Regions from separate parts of the Mus musculus genome. Here region 1 is linked to region 2. A link is a contact called in public HiChIP or PLAC-seq data. All regions are on one chromosome and are shown on one strand. The core of a region is the stretch at or near the end of the contact, and the rest is flanking DNA. Distances in the headings are between cores, read along the strand shown. Region 1 overlaps L3mbtl3 (L3MBTL3 histone methyl-lysine binding protein). Region 2 overlaps Epb41l2 (erythrocyte membrane protein band 4.1 like 2).

Region 1 (3,320 bases), core at 777-3,276, 970 kb before region 2:
TCTAATATAGGTTTGAACAAAAGTGGTTCATGATAGTAGTAGTTGAAATAAACTGCGGGGGGGGGGGGGGGAACACTGATTATTTAGGTTGATTGCTTTTGTTTTTCGTTTTACACAGGTTCTCCTACCTTAGCCCTGACTGTTCTGGAGCTCACTATGTAGTTCAAACTGGTCAAGGACTTTAGAATCTCTCCCACCTCAGAGTCCCTAGTGCTGACATCACGAGCATGAGCAACCACATCTGGCGGGCTGTCTCTAAGATCCCTGAACAATTTTCACATTCTCTCCAAAACCTTATAAACTAAACAGTTAGAATAGGCTTATATTGTGTTTGACTGTTTTCTTGGGGAGATAGAGACCTTGCTTTCTAGCATATTACATGGCTTGCCTAATCTTCATAGTTAGCTAAGAAAAATGAGGAGCTGGCAATGTAGGAAAGGTGAGAGAGGAGGAAGGGGAGGAGGAGGGGGAGGAGGAGGAGGAGGAGGAGGATGGTCATGGTGGGCAAACAGTGAAGGAAAGACAAGGTTCACCTGTGGGGCCTGGAGGAGGCCTAGCATTTTCATATACAGCCCTGCTAGGTGAGCAGCACAAACCAGTTGCTAAAGAATGATTTCTTTCTTTCTTTCTTTCTTTCTTTCTTTCTTTCTTTCTTTCTTTCTTTCTTTCTTTCTTTCTCTCTCTCTCTCTCTCTCTCTCTCTCTCTCTTTCTTTCTTTCTTTCTCACTCTCCCCCTCCCCTTCTCTCTCCCCCCTCCCCCTCTCCCCTCCTCCCCCTCCCTCTCTCTCTCTTGCGAATGGGTCTCATGAGGTAGCCCCGTCTATCCCAGAACCTTTATAACTCAGGCTAGCCTTGAACTCCCAAAGATCCAGCTTTCTCTGCCTCTGCCCTCCCAGTTCCAGGATTAAACGTGTGTTCCAGCAAGCATGTTCATTGATCTTAAGCAGGCCTTCCTACCTCTGATGTGGTTTTTTTTTTCCACTGTACTGTCACTCTTTTACACAATTGTCATTCTGTTTGGCTCATGGTAATGATTTTAGTGCCCCTGATTCACGATCACATAAGGGATTAAGGTGTGCTATCTTTGTAACCAAAGCCTAGGAAGATAAGTCGGTCTCCATCAGGCAGTAATACGTCAGGCCTCTCCTGTGAGTCACACACCTTTAGTCATGTTCTCTGAATTTTAATGTGATTCTGCTCTGAAGTAATGTATCCCCCATTGAATAACCTGGGCTTACAACCTTAGCATCGCTGTACCTTAATTTTGAAATTGCATCTGTTAAATGAAAAATGTAGCGTGGAGCTTCAAACAAAGAAGCTATAACATGATAGTGGTCATTTACCTGACTCTTTTTGGTTTGCTTTATCGTTTTGTGGTCCTAGGAACATATAATTTTAGCCAAGCACCATACTGCTGGACTACACCCTAACCCTTATTTAAGTTTTGTTTTTTTTGTTTGTTTTTAGTTATAAAAATCCTTTGGTTTTGATTGTGTGTGTGTGTGTGTGTGTGTGTGTGTGTGTGTGTGTATGTGTTTTGTGGGCTCATACCATATATATGGAGGTCAGCGGTTGACATCCAATGGCTTTCTTGATTATTCTCAGCATGGTCTCTTGCTCGAGGTCCCAGCTTCCTCTGCCGCTCTCCGCTTGCTGAGTGTTAGGATCAGGGGAAGCAGTGAGCAGTGTGGATGTTGTGGATCTGAATCTAGGCCTCAGTCCTTTGGGACATGGGTTTTTCACCGAGTCATGTCCCCAGCCTCTGTCTCTTTCTTTACTCTATCTGAGCACCATCTTAGCGTTCCTCTCACTATAACTTCTAGAGACATGCCTTGAGCATGACTGGCCAGATGACATGGCGTTGATGTCATCCTGGCTGGCTCCTTCCACCTGCTGTTCCAGACTTTGGGTGGGAGTTGGGCCTCTCTTTTCTTTTCTTTTGTGCTGAGCAGTTGTGTTCAGAGGACTCTTATCTTCTCTCCATCTCGTCTCTTTCCTTCAGAGTCGGCTCCAGAAACTTCTGCCTGTCTCGCAAAGCCTCTTTTATCTGCTCATGGCAGAAAACAAACAGGTGGCATGAAAGACTGTCTAGTCAAAGTGAGATGAGTCGATCTATGACATTTGTGAGGGCTAGGTCCCAAGCCACCTTCAATTCTCAAACTACGTTCTGTGAAATCACTAAAAGAAGACCAGAAATAATCTCTCTAGGCCCTCACTACGCATCTCTCTTGTTGAGTGATCTTTATGGTGTCGAGCACTAACTGAAATAAATTTGCACATCTTTTCTACTGGTATTCTTTGGAAGGCTTAGTGGCTGTGTTCACACGATGTGTCTGAGTCATTGCATTTGACATTTCTGTCTTCAGTTGATCTTGAAATGTCTATCTTGTGGCCAGGAACTATGGCTTTCATAAACATGTCCACGTTCCCTTTATTCTGTCGTCAACACTAGACTCCACTAGTAGTTAATTTTGCTTGTATGATTTCTCTTAAAAAAAAGTTTTATTTTAAAAATCATTTTATTTGCAGTGTTCATAGCAGTTAAGAATAAGCTCTCTGACTAAGAGCCCTACCTGGACGTAGGCCAGGCCTGGCAATGCGCGCCTGCCCCTCAGCTTATGAAGAATCATGTCTCTGAGGAAGCAATGATTAGGAAGTCTCACCACAACTTCAGGGGTTGATCAGGATGGTGGGGCTGTAAACACTGGGTCTGGGGGTGTATATGGTCTTTGCCATATGTTATACTGATAAGCATGCACTTAGAGTTAACTCCTCTCTCTCAGTAACCCAAGAGCTTCACAGGGCTAATTTTCCCATAGCGACTTCTACACCATTTTTTTCTCTTGTTGACATTAGTAGCAAATATTTTTGTGGGAAGACATGCCTCTTATAATATACTTTTAAATAAGCGTGAAGTAGGATTTAACATTTATATATTATATTTATATCATAACCTTTTTTTTAAAGCCTACAGCACCTGGTATTCCCAGGTGCTCCCCCATCCAAGTATTAACCTGGCCAGACCCTGCTTAGATATCATAACTTTTGAATGTATTGTTTTAACATTAGTTTTAATTTTAACATGGAGAAAGCTCAATGTGGCTGTTGTTGAACACTGTCTCCCCTCCTTTTGGACACAGCTGGAATTTCCAGTTGCTGACCGATCCTTCTAAACATAACTTATGTACATACAGGGGACATACTCCATATCTCCTTTGGTTTTATACAAATGGTAGCGCAGCATTTTTGTACTTTGCTTAAAATTAGTCATATTAATTCTATCTTGAATTATTTCTACATTAGAATGGAGTTTCCTCTTT
Region 2 (3,527 bases), core at 554-3,053:
CAAATGTGTTGAAAAATAAACTTGGAAGATCACCCTCCAAGTATGCTCCTGAATCTCCTCTGTGCACTCTCAGACTCTAACCCGTAAAGACTTAGGCTATCACAATATTCTGTGAGAGTTATTTCAGAAGAACAAAGAACACTGAGTACAAATCTCAGGGGAAAAGAAAAACCCCAGGAAATCAGCTTAATCAGCTAAAATGGTTCACCATCCCAAGAAGCAAAAGACAAGATTCTTTACCCATAACTGCATGACAATAGATGCTGAACTGTCCACATGCCCCACACTATCACAGAAGGCTCTTGCCTGGTTCAGCTGCTCACCAAGTTGGAAGCCCTCAGTGCCTTAGACAAGCTGAAGATGCTGATTGAAGATGCATCCTTCCATGGAAGCTACTCATTAATATTCTTGCAGGAGACAGCCTCAGTCCCTCTTAACCAAGGAACATCATATGCAACAATGAACAAGGCCAGAGGTGACAATGTCATATGGGATGCTAGCACAAACTCTCCAGGTAACTAAATGAAAACCTGGTTTCAAACACTAAACAATAAAAGTCAGAGAACTGTGCTGTGCACTGTATGTCTGAGATGAAGGACCTAATGAGGTCCTAGGCTTACGCTTCATCTCTCACCTTCTGCTCTCTCTGCCTCTTTACCAATGCTCTGACACTACACTCAAGTGTGATCCGAATTAGACACCCTTCCAACTAAGGAAGAAAACGTGTAATGCACTCTTGGGTGAAAGCTGCTGAAAGAGACATCCATGACCTAGACCTTGTTATTTAGAGCCTTATGGTCAGTGAAAAACAAGACACCTACAGTAAACAATTACAAAACCATCTAAATAAGCCTGGCTCTGACCAGACCTGCACTCAAACCTAACCCTGATATTTAAGGACTTCGCCTCTCAGACCTTCATACCTTTTTTTCCTTATTCCTAAAATGGGGGTATCAGTGCCCTGCAGAGAGGTTTGTAAGGAACAGAGAGGGAACCTCTTGAAGCATCATCAGCAACAGCAGCACTGTTAATTACTACAGTAACAAAAGGTCTGTCTGATGCTGTCATGGAACCTAAATGACACTAGAATTAGGTGTTCCACCACAGCCTGTGCTGAGCTGATAGAGAAGGTATGAGAGACAAGTGGAGCCAGCTAAGACGGAAAAGAAGTGAGAAGAGTGCCGAGGCTGCAGTTGTATTAGGGGCTGTGGCTGCAGAGGCAGCCGTATCAGGGTCCGTGGCTACTTTTTTGGCATAGGTTAGGGCTGCTTGGAGTCACTTAAAATGTCAACATCCTGGGGTTGCATTTGTAAGTTAAAGGTTCAACTAAAGAATGGCTATAGTTCTTGACCACTCAAAATTCAGTAACTGGTGTAGGAACTCTAAAAGAGAGCAATTAAGATACAACTCACAGAGGAGGCCAGCAAGATCTCTCAGAAGCTAAGAGCATTTGCTAGTCTATAAGAGGACTCAAGTTCAAGTCCCAGCTCCCACATCAGGTAGTTCACAACCGCCTCTAACTCCAGCTCCAGGGGATCTAATAAACTGTTCTGGACCCTGAGGGTAACCCACACACTCACACAAGAAAGATCCCCACACATGTACAAGTAATCAAATATAGAAATTAAGCCTTTCTTTAAAATAAAATGAAAAGGATGTCTTCAAATCTGGAAAAACAAAGCTGTCCAGCAGCCACGGAAAGTCCTATGGCTAGAATAGGGCATCCCGTGAGAAGGATACCAACTGTTGACTTTGAATTCTGACACTTAAAAGGGAGCTCTTAACTGCTCCACAGTAGGGAAGTGACATCATCAAGCACAAAGGGCAGCTTGAGAAGTGGTGGGGAGAAAAGAACATCAAAGGGAACAGAAAGGAGCTAGAAAGTGGAAACCAAATGGCTAAGACAGGCTTGATACCTCAGCGTGAAGAATGTGAAGAATAGGGACGGGATTTGTGAAGAGGAGTTCTAAGGGTCCAAGCTGTTGCCAAGTTTTTAGGGTAAATGGTTCATTCTCTTGGAAAGGGCCCCAGATCTCACTTTCCCCTCAGCGCTTTCCTCCCTTGCCATGGTACTATCCGGTAGGTCTAAGATTCTCATCCTTTTTCCTCTTTTCAAATCCCCCAGATGGTTCTAACATTGCCAGGATTGAGAACCAGTGCTTACAGCAGACAGGGAATACTAAATAGTTGCAATCAACTAACAGGACATCTGATTAGGCAGGAAGTGATAGGAGAGGATTCTGGAATGCCACTGAGAGCAGCCAAGAGGGGAGGAGACAATACAGGAGGCCGCCTCTGCAGGAAGGGATACAGGAGAAGGCAGCTGAGTAAGCCCTCTGGAGAAAAGCACCTATACCCAGCTCCGCTAAGAACCTATCTCATTCAACTCTAAGACATACCACATCACCACCAGCACCTACAATTTCTACATGGCAAAAGGAGCATCCAAGTCAGGTAATGCACTCTCATTCCTAGCGAGGAAAGAAAAGTAACAGTGTGTGTTGGACTCACTGTGACAAGCACCACACTCAACCAAAAGCACAGCATACTCCAGCTCAGGTCTTGGCATTTGGTCCACTATGACCAGGAAAGCATCCATGGCAAGAAGCTCACGCCAAGGCACCCAGGAAGCAGAAAAGAAATGGAGTGAGGAAGAGGCCAGCACATCCCAGTGACCTACTGCTTCAGACAGGCCCCATCATCTCCTAAAGTCTCCACTGCTTCTCAGAACTGTGCCTCCAGCTGAGGCTCCAAGCATTCAACTCATAAACCTGTCGGCGACATTTCCATTCAAACCATAACATAATCTGAACTTCATTAAGACTTGTGTTTCATTTACTAGTTTTTATTCATTCCATAAATACGCAGAGAGTGCTCTAACACATGCCAATCACTAGGAGCAGGCTAAAGCATGGCTGCTGCTCTGAGAAAAGACAGTAGCTGGAAAAGCCTGCACAGTCGGCTGTTAAAATGGAACCTGGTAGATGCTGTGCACATCCAAGAGTGACAAAGAGATGGCAGCTAAGCCGACTGGTGGGAATCAGAAACTATTCGTTTTAAAAGGACCAAGAATTAGGGAAGAATTAGGGAAGAATTGGCTCTGAAGTATATAAGTCACTCAAGAGATAGATCGAACTCAGAAAAGTCTCAGCTACTAATCTTTCTGTTGAAACGGGTCTCACAGAATAGTTCAAGCTGGCCTCAGACTTGCAGAACTCCTCAGGCCTCAGCATCTGGAGGGCTAAGATTACGAGCTTCCAGCCTTAATAACAGTGACTGCCCTCTTACACAATGGCTTTGTCTTATGCTGTAAAAACTCTAAGGATCAGGAAACTCGCTAGTAAAATGTCTGCATTCCAAGCTGACGGAGCTGAATGGAGTCCAGCCCCCAGAAGCTACATTTTAGAGGGAAAAGGCAGTCACGGGGTTCTCTCGTAACCTCTGCACTGGGGAGGTAAACCCTGCATTGCTAAAGTTTCCTGGTCAGCCAGCACAACTTGCAGGACAGTGAGAGAGCCTATCTCATT

The links. HiChIP or PLAC-seq counts read pairs in DNA pulled down with a chosen protein or histone mark.
Region 1: a contact with region 2 is called in an H3K27ac HiChIP or PLAC-seq map of regulatory T cell precursor, with 6 times the contacts expected there. The contact joins two enhancer-like sites. A contact is called at or near these places in 1 of 39 promoter capture datasets (hippocampal neurons) and 1 of 115 datasets of contacts at active chromatin or transcription factors (regulatory T cell precursor).

Annotation. Positions count from the first base shown.
Region 1 is chr10:26,357,692-26,361,011 of GRCm38.p6, reverse strand. The region is part of intron 1 of L3mbtl3 (L3MBTL3 histone methyl-lysine binding protein); the gene reads left to right. Among named protein-coding and RNA genes, the nearest start is that of L3mbtl3, 15 kb to the left of the region's middle. Within about 2 kb of position 2,026, at least 45 of the 459 cell types and tissues checked have an H3K27ac peak or open chromatin away from gene starts, as enhancers often do. A contact at or near this core is called in regulatory T cell precursor, where this site is marked.
Region 2 is chr10:25,385,782-25,389,308 of GRCm38.p6, reverse strand. The region is part of intron 1 of Epb41l2 (erythrocyte membrane protein band 4.1 like 2); the gene reads right to left. Among named protein-coding and RNA genes, the nearest start is that of Epb41l2, 28 kb to the right of the region's middle. Within about 2 kb of position 1,803, at least 64 of the 459 cell types and tissues checked have an H3K27ac peak or open chromatin away from gene starts, as enhancers often do. A contact at or near this core is called in regulatory T cell precursor, where this site is marked.